2 separate regions of the Rattus norvegicus genome follow, and region 2 is linked to region 1. A link is a contact called in public Hi-C data. All regions are on one chromosome and are shown on one strand. The core of a region is the stretch at or near the end of the contact, and the rest is flanking DNA. Distances in the headings are between cores, read along the strand shown. Region 1 overlaps LOC134485959 (a long non-coding RNA gene). Region 2 overlaps Abca4 (ATP binding cassette subfamily A member 4).

Region 1 (6,318 bases), core at 2,621-5,120:
CGAATCATTCCCTAAGTTCCAATTCTTTGGATAATTAAAACATCCTTCAGTTTTCTCCCACAACCATTCATACCTTCGTGCTTTTCTCTTGGTGGGATTCAAGATGCACTGCTTCATGACTGGGTACCTTGGCATTTGAGAACCCAGATGAGCAAGAAGGTGAGCCTCACTGTCCCCTCACACCGCTCTCCTGAGGCACACTATATCACCTCACCTTCTGGGCATGTTCATGCTGCACCCTCAGAAAAGGAGCAGTCTTCTCTCTGCAGACACGAGGACACAGAGGACTCCGAATGGATGGGCCTTGTTAATTTAGCACTGTTAGAGCATACCTCCAATATCCAGGCAGAATTCAACAGGACTGCCCGTTTCTTCTTTAAGCAGCGTGAAAATACATAGGCTCTTCTATTTCTTCAAATTTTTATTTCTGAATGGTTTTACTCCAGTAAAAATGTTTTTGTTCTTTTTTGGTTGGGTTTTGGGTTTCTCTTCTCTTCTTTTCTCCTCCCCTTCCCCGTCTCCTCCTCCTCCTCTTCCTTTCTCTTCCTCTCCCCCTTTCTTTGTGTACACATGTATATGTACACGTTCATGAGGTGGGGCAGGTGTGTGCACACATGTATAAAGGCGAGAGGTTGATGTCAGGCACCTTCTGCAATTGCTCTCTGCCTCACATTTTCAGGCAGTGTTTCCCACAGAACCTGGAGCTCCCTGATTGGTTGGAATCCTTGACTAACAAACCCCAGGGATCCTCCTCCTGTCTCTGCCTCTCCAGCACCAGGACTTCGATCTCAGGCTGCAGTGCCTGGCTTTTTATGTGGGTTAGGGTTATGAACCCAGACCCAACTGAGTCATCCCCCCAACCCCACTCCTCTAGTGGTTTTTGAGACAGGCTCTCATTATATAGCCCTGGCTAGCCTGGAGCTTTCTATGTAGACTAGGCTGTCTTCACACTTGCAGGGACCCTCTTGCCTCTTGAGTTCCAGGGCTATGCTACACCTAGTTTGTATAAAATTTACAATAAATAAATAAGCATGATTTCGCTTACTAAGCTCTTTGTTATAAGTGCCCATGTCATCAACCTAGCAATAGTCTCTCCTTGCCACACGTGTGGTATAGAAAATGCCATACAAATGATTTCATTAACATAAAGATTCCATTTAATCCCTGTCTGGTTTCAAACTATACCTTATAGGTGTCCTATTAAAAACATAATTGAGGATAAAAAAAAAAAACCCAAAAAACATAATTGAACCAAAAGAACTCAGTTGGAGCAAAGAAAAATAAGAGCAGGCCAGAAATCCAACCATAAAAACACTGCGGCTGCTGGACAGACCACAGACTTGGCTCTGGACAGACCACAGACTTGGCTCATAAGAAGAGAGCGGACCAGTTAGAGGACCCACAGTCTTTTGTAAGATACACAGCAGGGGCCCAGGAGCCTTGAGAGTTTAAAAAAATTTTTTTCCCATGCAGCCTCAAAAGGAACGTTTGGTGTTACTGAAAAATTTTGGACATCCTTTTTTTATTTTTATTTTATTTTACTTTATTTTGCTGCCAGATGATACCAGAGAAATTGGTATCTAAGCCTCTCGGGGTTCTTAGTTCATTAATAAAAATAATTTAAGAATGGACTCAAATAGAGGTGCAATTTTATTGGCATTTAAAAGTAAAGGCCAGGATGGGCAAGCTGTAAATCTCAGCAGCTGCCTAGAAGGGGGGGGGGGGAGGGAGAGGCATGTTTGGAGTGGAGGGAGAGGGGGAGGGAGGAGGGGGAGGGAGAGGCATGTTTGGGTTAACTGGCATGGAGGTTAGCCACATGGCTGCAGATGGTTAGCAACAAGGCAGGGAGGGAAGCTTTAGGGAAAGGGTAAAGGAAGCTCAAACCTCCAGAAGAAAGAAAGAAAGAAAGAAAGAAAGAAAGAAAGAAAGAGAGAAAGAAAGAAAGAAAGAGAGAGAAAAAGAAAGAGAAAGAGAGAGAGAGAGAGAGAGAGAGAGAGAGAGAGAGAGAGAGAGAACGAACTTAGGTTCTGGCCTGTCTCCAAAGAGATTCAGAAAAGAGAAAAAGAGCAAACTGCACCTTTAGGCGGAGAGAGTCAAAGAACCCCAGGCAGCTTAGACTGTACTAAGGGGTGGGGGCCCCTGGGAAGGAAAAGTATGCTATCTCAATCAAGGGATGATTATTCCGTCCATATTCTTAGTATCACCTACAGCGATCCTGCCTTCCTGGGGGTGGGCTTACCGTCCTGAAGGGTGGTCCCCTTCAGACCCACCTGACTGAAATGTTAGAGTGAGGATTCCAACCTCTTGACAAGAAGGACTAGGTTTCCCTTTGTGGGCATTTATTGATGCTGTGGTGTCACTCATGTCAAAAATAACATTTAAAGTGAGTGAGTTTCCACTCACTGTTTTCCATGTGTAAAATCCAGGAGCCTCAAGGTAGCACTGATTGTTGAACTAAGAGGATCTGCAACTGAGTTCTTCTGAGGTTGGACGAAATGATGCACTGTGAGACCTCTATTCTTTAATTATCCGAGTTGATCCAGGATAAGATTTAAAATACCTTAAAGAACTGAATGGCCGGGGCCAGTGAGATGGCTCAGTGAGTGAAGGGGCTTGCTGCCAAGCCTGGTGACCTGAGTTTGATCGCTGGAACTCAGACTGTAGAAGGAGAGAAGCAGTTCCCACAAGTTGTTCTCTCACTTCCGAACGCATGTCACGACACGTGCACACACAAATAAAAACAAGTAAGTAAATCAATGTATGGTTAAAAAGCATAGGACTACCTGCCTTCCTCTCTAAACGCCATATCTCCCATTAAGCTTACATAAGAGTGAGCATCCGCAATGTCAGGGATGAGGTTTTTTGGCAGCCACGTGTCGGAACTCTGTGCTGATTGGACACAGGATTGCACGTAAGAGCTTGGTATCCACTTGTAAAGACCAAGGCTCCAAACAAGCCAGATGCCTGCCTGAACCCATCCTTGGAAAGACACAGACCTAGGTAGATGTATCATAGGCAAGGGCTAGATGATCTTCAGAAAACAGTCCTCCTTTGCTCTCATCTGACAACGAACGATCAACCAGGGCTAATGGAGCACGGACACGGTCTGTGGCATCGGTGACAGCCACCCACCAACATACCGCAAATTCCCCAGATACAAACTTAGTTTTTCTATTACTCTGTTTTGTTGTTGCCATTGTTTACCTCCTCATCCTGTACAGCAGAGAGCTGAGAACTGACTGTAGAAACCAAAGTCAAAGACTTAAGGATGGGACTGAGTGGGACCCATTTAGCCCGCCCAAGGCTCTGGGTTCCAGTCTCCGCCACGAAAGAAAACAACAGGACCCAACATCATCCTGGGGAGAAAGTCATTTTGGACTTACGGCTGGGGTAGTGGGCTACTGATCCAGAATCTTATTGGGCTCCCTCTCAGTCTAGACAGTGTCACCACCAAGATGATTTTAAGTGCGTGCATGCATGGCAGTACAGTGTAATCACGCATGTGGGTGCCTGAGGTGAACCCTGGGTGCCATTTCTCAGCCACTGTGTTCATTGAAATAGGATCTCAATAAGTCTAGAGCTTTCTCATCAGGTTGGGCTGCTGATGAGCGAAACCCCTGGAATGTGGCTGTCTCTGCACCCTTAGCACCAGGAAAACAAGTGTACCTCCACCACAGGGCGCTGTTTCCCACAGCTTCCGGAATTTGGATAAGGGTCCTCAAGTCTACATAGCAAGTGCTTCGCTCTAACTAAGCTCTCTCCACGGCCCTTGGCTTTGGTTTTTAGAAACCATGCGCGGTTAGTTGGTGAGCTGTTAAAGTGAGTTGTACTTTCGTTACAATCCCTACCCAGCAATCTGATTGTTTTCGGTGTGGCTAAAGCATTACTCATGTGGCACCAATGGGAAAAAAAACGGTGATGATTTTCTCCCCCTATCGTGTTTTATGTGTGTGAATGTTTAAAACTTGTTTGGGATGAATGCTCTGAACAATTCAGCATCTGGTGCACAAATATTTTTGTAGACACGAGTCCAAATACCACAAAACCACTGCCACAGCCCAGGTTATGTGAACCATTTTCTTAGGCAGATTTTTAATGAGTGTGATTATTCTTGAACTATGAGACTGTCTCCACAGGGACATCAAGATTAACCTCAAAAAGAAATCGTACAGCGATGACCCATATTAAAAAAAAATGGAAAGAAGAAGTCATCTTGGAACTAATTTGAAGGGGAAAAAGAAGCTTTTGGGTTTGTTTCGGGTTTTCTTTTTTTTAATTGTTGTTGCCGTGCTAAGCATTGTACAAAGGCAAATCAAAGTTGACACCATCAGGGACATTCCTACAGAGAGTGGCTGGTGGCAGATAAGGCTTGGCTGAGCTGTGCCAGAGTCCGGTTTCAGTTCTGTCAGGTGTAATCAGAGCCCTGGTCTTAAAACAAAAGCTGCCAGTCCACTTCATCAGAAGACACTCCAGGCCCTTCACCCTACCTACACTAAATGGGAAAAGAAGCATCGATTCCTCAGAGGAAAAGAGAACCACATATCATTAGCGGGTTTTCGACACAGCGTGTCATGGTCTAATGCTCCTCATTTAATACACCGGCCCCTCCTGCCCCCCATGCCCTGTTTCCAGCTCATAGATGGAGTGAGTTTGTTTGCTTGTTTTAAATGCTGTGGTTGTAGAAATTAAGCTTCTCTTTATAATCTATGACAAAGGCAATTGGTGAGTCTGTTCACCATGGTGGGAGTCTTAGGTCACCCATGGCTTTAGAATGGGGTGAGGGGGGGTTGGGGATTTAGCTCAGTGGTAGAGCCCTTGCCTAGGAAACGCAAGGCCCTGGGTTCGGTCCCCAGCTCCGGAAAAAAATGGGGTGAGGGGTGATAGGTGGTGGGGGGGGCACACTTTTTTTTTTTTAATTCCTGAAAAGAGGCTTACTCAAAATGTCACTTGGAAAATTGCTCTTGTGGATGGGTGTGCTACATAGAGTAAATTAGAATTTTCCCTTGAAAGAAATATATGAATAAAAGATAAAGTGAACCAAAAAACTGTTTGGGAAGATTCGTTGTGGTGAGCTACAGTGAACCCTTACAGCTTCTAACCTAACTGGTGGGTGTAACTGGACGTCCATTAAAATAACCACAGAACCCAGGCTAGCCATACTTCCTCATTGCTGAAACGGTCCCACAATGACTGACCGCGCGTTTGGGTGCAGCCGTCTTAGGAAGTGCACTCCCATTTTGGTGACAGGCAAACCGAGGGAGAGTGTAGAAAGGAGGCCAACCTGCTGGGGCAAAAATTGCTGAGGAAGTGTTACAGCTCTAACTCGAGGAAATTAAAAGCCTGCAGTGGGGCAGGCAGGGGTGGGGGTGGTGACAATTAGCTACCACTGAGGAGCAGGAAGGAATACCAGAATGAATGACAATCGGAGGAAACTGGCCCTCGACAAAGGAGGCCTGCACTCCCACCCCTGCCCTGTCCCCCACCTCTGCCCCCAGGCACAGAGTAATGGCTGAGAAATGCTGGCTCTTCTAGGGTTCTGTCAGGCCCTAAGCATTGGGTTGCTGGAGCTCATAATTTAACCCCTTTATATCCTAAAGTCTCATTCTGAGGCAGCTATCTTTACTCTTTGATTGCTCCAAGACTGCTCTGAACACCAGAATGTCTGCATAGTTATCGTGAAAACAAAGCCATTGTCCCCTTCCACAATCAGCCTGGAAAAACACACATCCAAGGTTGGATTGGGTAGAAAAATATTTATGCCAACTTATGCAAGAAGTGCAGGTATTAGTATTAGATAAAAATATTAGGAAAACAAGATAATACCTGAAAGGCATTTGAAAGTCATTTTGATGAGTATCAAGATTATTTAAGATCCTGGCATATTCTATAACCAAAGATAATGATGGGGCTGGGCATGGGAGGGAAAGTGGAATTGGTTCATAAAAATAAGAATTTGAATTTTTAAAAAATTCACTGTGTTTACTACACATGATTTTGGGTGTACAGAAAAAGATTGAACCCCAAATGAAATTTTAGGGTTTTTTTTCTATTAGCTTGGTTTGTTTGGTTGTTTGTGTTGTTTTGCTTGTTTGTTTTATTTTCTTCTTCTTTTTTTTTTTTTTCTTACAACTTGGTGGTTAATCAGAAGAAATCTAGGAAACTCCAGAGTTTAATCAGTCAGGATGCTAAAATATGGAGGGGAAGACAAGGTTAAGTCACTCGGGAAGCCGGGGAGAGGAGATCACTAAGTAGAATGAAGACACTGAGTAGGATTAGAAGACCAGATACTACTACAAAGGGCTGATTTAGGGACAAAGC
Region 2 (6,674 bases), core at 357-2,856, 250 kb before region 1:
ATCTCTTCTTTCTGGTTCCTGCCAGGAAGTATTTTGGGACAAGTAAGGGGAAATGTCAAAAAAGAAGTTGCTGTCCTGGGCTGGAAAGATGGCTCAGCAATTAAGAGCACTGACAGCTCTTCTAGAAGTCAGGAATTCAATTCCCAGCAACCACATGGTAGCTCACAACCATCTGTAATGGGATCCGATGCCCTCTTCTGGTGTGTCTGAAGACAACTACAGTGCACTCACATTAAATAAATAAATAAATAAATAAATAAATAAATAAATCTATCTTTAAAAAAAAAAAAAGAAGTTGCTGTCTCTCTTGTGGCTGGGGACATCTGAACTCCAATCACTAGGAGTACAGCCTCACATCTGGAGGGACAATGGCTTTGACTGTAAAGACCAGAAAAAAGCATTGCTAAGTTGGGCTGGAGCAGGATACAGGTGGCTTAGCATTACTGTGGCTCCGATGAAACACCTTTACCAAAGCAACTCGGGGAGGAAAGGATTTGGTTTACACTTCATCCCCAAAGAAAGTTAGGACAGGAACTCAAGCAGGGCAGGAATCTGGAGGCAGGAGCTGATGCAGAGGCCATGGAGGGGTGCTGCTTACTGGCTTGCTCTCCATAGCTTGCTCAGCCTGCTTTCTTACAGAATCCAGGCCCACCAGCACAGGAGTGGCACCATCCCCAATGGGCTGCACCCTCCCCCGTCAATCACTAATTAATAAAATGCCCCACAGCCATGCCTACAGCCTAATCTTACTGAAGCTCTTTCTCAGTTGAGGCTCCCTCTTGAGCTTGTGTCAAGTCGAAATAAAACGAAGCCAGCACACAGCAGGAGGTTGTTTCCAACAGGTTGTTTTCCTGTGGGGCTGCGAGTGGAACCCAGGGCAATGAACAAGCCAGGCAAGTACTGTACCCCAGAGCCCAGTCCTTGCCCAGGAGTACCTCAGCTCCAGTGCACTTACTGATGGAACAGGATGTTGTGTTGGGGACACATGCCCAGGCTCTGGCGTACTGCATCCAGGCTGATTTCAATGTCTTTTCCCCCAATAAGCACAGTTCCTGATGTTGGCGGCAACAGACCCGTGAGGATGGACCTGCCAAGCACAGGGTTAAGTGGCAGAAGGAGGATTTCGATTCCTGCCCCATCTCTCTATCAAGCGCAAACCCGCAGTAGCTGAGCATCCTAGAAAATGTCCACACAGGGTTTACTTAGCACCAGCTCCTTGCTTCAAGTCCTAGTGTCCAGGACCTCAAGGGCCATCTTTCTCTACTTTTTATTTCCTAGTGCTCCCAAGCTAGTAACAGGAGCCTCAGGGCTTCCCAGCCTCAGGCACCCCATCACCAATTAGCCATCACCGTGGTGGTCAGTTGCAGTGCCCACTGGGAGTTGTAGTGTCCATTATGATAGTCTGTCAGAGCCGTGGTGTTCAGGGATGTGGTAAGCTCTAGTGATCACTTGTTTTACTCTGTGGTCAGTGGTAGTGTCTGCTGTGAAGGTCTGCCACAGTGGTAGTTTGGTGGCTATTGCTGTGGCCAGCCATTGTGGTCACTGTCATGGTCACGGTTGTGGTCGGTTAAAGGACTTTAGGGCACAGCCCGGCTGTTTTGACTGGGCGAGCAGCCCTGTGGAGAAGCCAGCTGTTGACTTTACAAAGCCCAGACGAGCATGGTGAGAAGCTGGAATTACCACTGACAATTTCATTTGGGAATTCCAAACGTGAAAATGTAACAATGTTGTGATTTTTTTTTTCTTTCTTCATTTATACAAAACATGACTCCCAGCTGTTTGGGTAGTTGTCTAAGTTAAGTGAATCAAACACACTTAAAAAAACAAACAAAAACCAAAAAATTGGGCACCGGCACGAAGTGAAACTTAAAATGTTACGTTATTCCCAGCATTAGGAAGCACTTGTGTTCCGATCCCAGGGGAAGTTGAATTTCTGCACTGAGTGAAGTCATGTGTTTGTCTTCGAGAGATCCTGGGGTCTTGGGAGCTTCCTGTGTTCTCTGACCACGTGAGTTAGCAAGGAGATAGCCCTAGGATGCCACACCCAGCTCTGTCTCAAGTTCTGATAAAATCGCACGCTCTCAGAACCTGTACTTAGGAGCTGAAATCTTTGTTGATCAACCACTAGAGGGAAACAGTACCAAGCCCAATGGCACCAGCCCCGCATTCCATTCCCACAGAAAGGCCCAGGAGCACATTCCAAAGTAGGGTGTACACCGCTGTTCCTTCCCGGGGCTCTGTAAGCCAAGGATTTGATGGCTGCTGTCACATGGCTTGTTGACCCCTACCCCTCCTCCACCGGTCCCCCGGAGGTCCGCACAGGAGCCCTGACCGCCTGTTCTCAGCAGGTGGCGCTAGGGCCCCTTGTAGATGGAGGGCGAAATCCACCCAGAGCCTCAAAGCTTCCTGCTCTTGTCCTTTCGCCAGGCAGCGAGTCTACTCCACTGTTCTCCCTACATTTTCTCAGAATGTAACCAGCCCCCATGAGTGGTCCCACGCCAGCACTAAAGCATCCTAAGTATTAATTGGTAGGAAAAGGAGGGCTACGTAAAAACAGACATGTTCTAGGCCGGACATGGGCAGCAATGGCTTTATCCTCACTGTGGGAGGTGTGTGAGGTGGGAGTTAAGGAGGGGCCTCGGGTGTTAGAAACAAGCCCCGGAGATTGTGCTGAGAGGACCTGGCTAACACACCCACATCCAACTCAGTGGCTTCAGGAAAATCACTTAAACTTTGAATGTCCAAGGGGGCAATAAACTTACTCCATCTTCTCTAACGGATATCATATAAAATATACATGAGTGGATTTTCAATACTGCAGCATACTTAGAAGAATCTCCCTGTGCCCCACTCCACCCCACCCACCTCCCCGCAGTTGAGCATGGTGTGTGTTTTAGACAGGGTCTCACTATATAGTTCTCACTATCCTGGAACTCACTATGTAGACCAAGTTGGCCTTGAACCCACAGAGTTCATCAGCCTCTGCCTCCCTGGTGCTGGAATTAAAGGCACGTATCACCATGCTCAGCTAGAGATTTGGGACCAGAATAAAAATAGTGGTTGTTTGCTTGTTTCCACCAAAATTCAGTGAGGAAGAGCAGACTGCTGTTGTGGGGGGAATGAAGCCAGGGAGTGATGGGTGGAGTGGGATGGGAGACAGCCTCTTTGCTAGAGAACTCACAAGGTGGTGGTTTTTCCGGCTCCATTGTGACCCAGGAATGCAGTGATTTGGTTCTCATAGAAAGTGATGTTAAGGCGGTCCACGGCTGGCCGGCTACCGGGCTCAAACACCTTCACCAGGTTCTTCACACACACTCCAGGCACCAACCCTGGAAGCTCACGTTCAAAAAAGGAGTCTTGGAGGGAAAAGCACATTGCAGAAATACAGCACGTTAAGAACTTCGTGCTTAATGAACAATCCTGTGTAATTTCACCCTCCCACATGACTGCGACTTTGCAAAGAAGATCAAAGCAGCAGTAGTTACAGTTGCACTGCCATGGATTTAACACTTACTGTGAGTTACGCACTGTTTCCAACAATTCCCTCCCTTCACACATATACTCCTATAGGTAGATATTACCAGGCACCCTTCAATAGGTGACAAGACTGAGAGACGTCACACGTTCCATCAAGGCCACATGGCAAGTATGGGCCCAGAGCCCATACCCATCTGAAACAGCCTCTCTCTATATACTGAGTTACCCCAAGTCCTGTCTTTGCTTCCCAGGATCTTCCCAGGTTTCTGGCATTGTCTCTTATTCCTCAGGCTCCAGGACAACCTACTCTTCCTCACCATGACTCCTTCCTCCCTATACTTCCTGTCTTCTCCAGTACTGACCTACTCCTCCCTCCCCTGACCTCCCCCACAGCACACACAACATCTTTTCTGTAGTTCACTCTATACAGCCTAGATTAACCACTGTCAGAGTATTAATTCTAATTAATGAATGGTCCCTTGCTCTGTCCCCAACTCCCATTGCATTGTCTGCCTGTGCCTCCTGGCCCCAACTAAAGCTGAGGTGGAACCAGCATCCTCCACAAGGCTCCTTTTAACTTTAGCGTACCTAGAGGACCTTCTAGAGGTACTCCACTCTGCAAAGCGGCTCTGTGAGGATTCAGGTTTCCAACATCAGCTTTGCAAAGTGGTACCCGTGGGGAGCCTGGAGGCTGGACCCACTCAGTCCGACGTCAGGCTAAATCAGAGTCTGTCAGAGCCTCTCAAAACCCAAGGAATGCATGTACTCAGGGGTGAGCAGCCTTAGGAGAACTAGTTCAAGAGTGAAGACAAAGCAGCAGAGGCCAGGGGAAAGAGTCTTAGGGACCCTGCCACCAGCCCAGGAACGATTCGGTAACTCCCACTGCCAGGAAAGGCTTTTGATGGTTGCAGTGAATGGGCTCTGGGTTTGTAAACCTCGAATGAAGTGCAGTCAGCTCTGCTAGACTCCTTCCCCTCACTGCATTTATTTCTGTCTTTCCTTATAGCTCATATCCGCTTCGAGTCCCAGTGACCCAAGTCATTGTTCTGACTAAATCCTCGGAAGTCAGCACATTCGTGCAATGCACTTGGGACTTGCCTAACAAGGGCACAAACACACTACAGACCTGGGATCTGCTTTCTCCAGGAAACATGCACTAACGTCTGGGTTGGACCATTCATTCTCCTTGTGTGCAGCTGGACATCAGACTTAACACCAGTCAGAAGAGGGAGGCAGCTTCCTGGCTTTCATGTTGTCCATCTTGTGCTTTGGCTCTGGCACTACTGAAGTTTTTACCTTGTTTCTGTTCTGCTCTTTTGGGGGTGGGGGTGGGGATGGGGTGGGGGTGGGGGGGGTGGGGGATTACCATTCATTCCTTCTGGGTACTCCGGATCCTCTATTTCCTCTGTTAAGGGTTCAGTCTTTTCCAGTGCCCTTTCTTCTCTGGTCGAACAACCTGAACCGATCAGACACCAATGTTACTCTTCAGGAGAGACAGGAAAGGAGAGGAGGTGTAGAGGGAACGGATGTGTTTCCCACCACAGGAGGTGGAGCCATCATTGCTTTGAGACCAGTCTTTTGCATGGTCTCCAGCTCTGACCTGCTGCCAGGCTGTGAGGTACTCAAATCTGATTGTGCCAATTTCTCAGGGCCCAGGGGGACTTTTTTTTAATTGGAGCCTTGAAGCTGGAGAGCTTTGATTTACTCTGTTTGCTTTTACAGGGAGCTGGGAATCAAATCCAGTACCCCCTGCTTGGTAGACAGGAACTCCACCACCAAGCCACACTTGCAGCACTCACCAATTCCTTTTAATGTGGCAGACTTCCCATGTCAGAAATTGTAATAAAAACAAAAACAAGCTGGTCAGTGGCGGTGCTCGCCTTTAGCCCCAGCACTGGGGAGGCAGAGACAGGTGTGTTTCTGAGTTCAAGGCCAGCCTGGTCTACAAAGCAGGTTCCAGGACAGCCAGGGCTACATAGAGAAACTCTGTCTTGAATGTTGTCCCTCTCAGGAGAAAAACAGTATCAGACAAATCAAAAAGCCCATCTCAGGATTAAATCTGTAATAGGTTGGTTTTCTTTAGCCTACCACCTGGTCCTTTTTGCTCCAACTAAAACATGTCAGTCATGGGAGCCCTGAGCAAAAATCCGTCTATAGTGATATGGTGGGTAGCTAGCTTAAATCTGAGTTTGGGAAACAGCTCCCTTTAAAAAGCCATGTATTTGGGTGTTCAGAAATCTTAGGGTAATACCAGGGTGGAGCCTGGTGGGTATATGGGATTCCTCTCTTTGTCTCTCTCAGTCTCTGTCTCTGTCTGTCTGTCTGTCTGTCTGTCTGTCTGTCTGTCTCTCTCTCTCTCTCTCTCTCACACACACACACACACACACAGAGATATTTTATTTTTTAATGGCATTTGGTCTGGTATCAAGGACACCCTGGAAAAGGAAGAGGTAGAAAGGCAACCAAGCCAGAAAGGAAGCAGGAAGAAAAAGGAAGCCACTAGCACCAAGCCCTTAGGGCTCTGCTTCAAGTACATAGGGGCAAGCACCTGGGAGTATTCTCAGCGTCGCCACGTCGCCACGGCCTCTAGATTTTCAGGATGTGAGAGCCAAGGCTTGGTGGTCAGAGGTGTGCTGCCCCTGTACTTCTGTCTGCACTTCCTGAGCAGTTTTGACTTTATTCTCCACAGTTCCTAAGGTCAACATACTGGCTATCAACCACCCTCCTGTGTAATAAAACAATAAGAACAAATATCTTTCTAAATAACCGCTAGGGTGACACCCTCCTCGTGAAATGTCCTCAGCTGTTCTAAATTTTGCCTTAGTGTCCAGGGGGCTTTCAATAGGAAATTGATGACTCCAAGTCTCTGCTTCTTCAACAATGAAAGGGGGTTAGGGAGTGACTCAGCCGCTGTCTGATCTTAGATAGTGTGAGGGGTTACATTTATTCTAGCCTATGAGACAGGTGAAAAGTATTTCACTTCTGTCAGCAAAAGTGTGTGTCTGGTTTTCAAGGAACATGTTTCTCAAGATTTTTTTTTTCTTGAGCAGCAGAGTATCTCTTGGGATATTGGAGTAGGGGTTGGGGGACAGCATGAGCCCCTATGTTCACTGACAATAACATTCCATGTTAAATATACCTATTTGTGATGGATTGAAGATTTTATTTTAGTGGAATTTTAAAAGTTTGTAGATAAA

What was found. A called contact is a pair of places that touch in the nucleus more often than the background predicts.
Region 2: a Hi-C map of the A7r5 cell line shows a contact between it and region 1, with 6 times the contacts expected there. The contact joins two enhancer-like sites. A contact is called at or near these places in 12 of 12 Hi-C or Micro-C datasets (the A7r5 cell line, the Rat2 cell line, Schwann cells and 7 more) and 1 of 1 datasets of contacts at active chromatin or transcription factors (oligodendrocytes).

The regions. Positions count from the first base shown.
Region 1 is chr2:212,682,978-212,689,295 of GRCr8, reverse strand. The region is part of intron 1 of LOC134485959 (a long non-coding RNA gene); the gene reads left to right. Among named protein-coding and RNA genes, the nearest start is that of Arhgap29, 70 kb to the left of the region's middle. Within about 2 kb of position 3,870, at least 8 of the 93 cell types and tissues checked have an H3K27ac peak or open chromatin away from gene starts, as enhancers often do. A contact at or near this core is called in the A7r5 cell line, where this site is marked.
Region 2 is chr2:212,925,758-212,932,431 of GRCr8, reverse strand. It overlaps Abca4 (ATP binding cassette subfamily A member 4), which reads right to left. Exons shown (of 50, transcript NM_001107721.1): 18 at 4,853-4,933; 19 at 3,182-3,356; 20 at 956-1,087. Among named protein-coding and RNA genes, the nearest start is that of Abca4, 80 kb to the right of the region's middle. Within about 2 kb of position 1,606, at least 52 of the 93 cell types and tissues checked have an H3K27ac peak or open chromatin away from gene starts, as enhancers often do. A contact at or near this core is called in the A7r5 cell line, where this site is marked.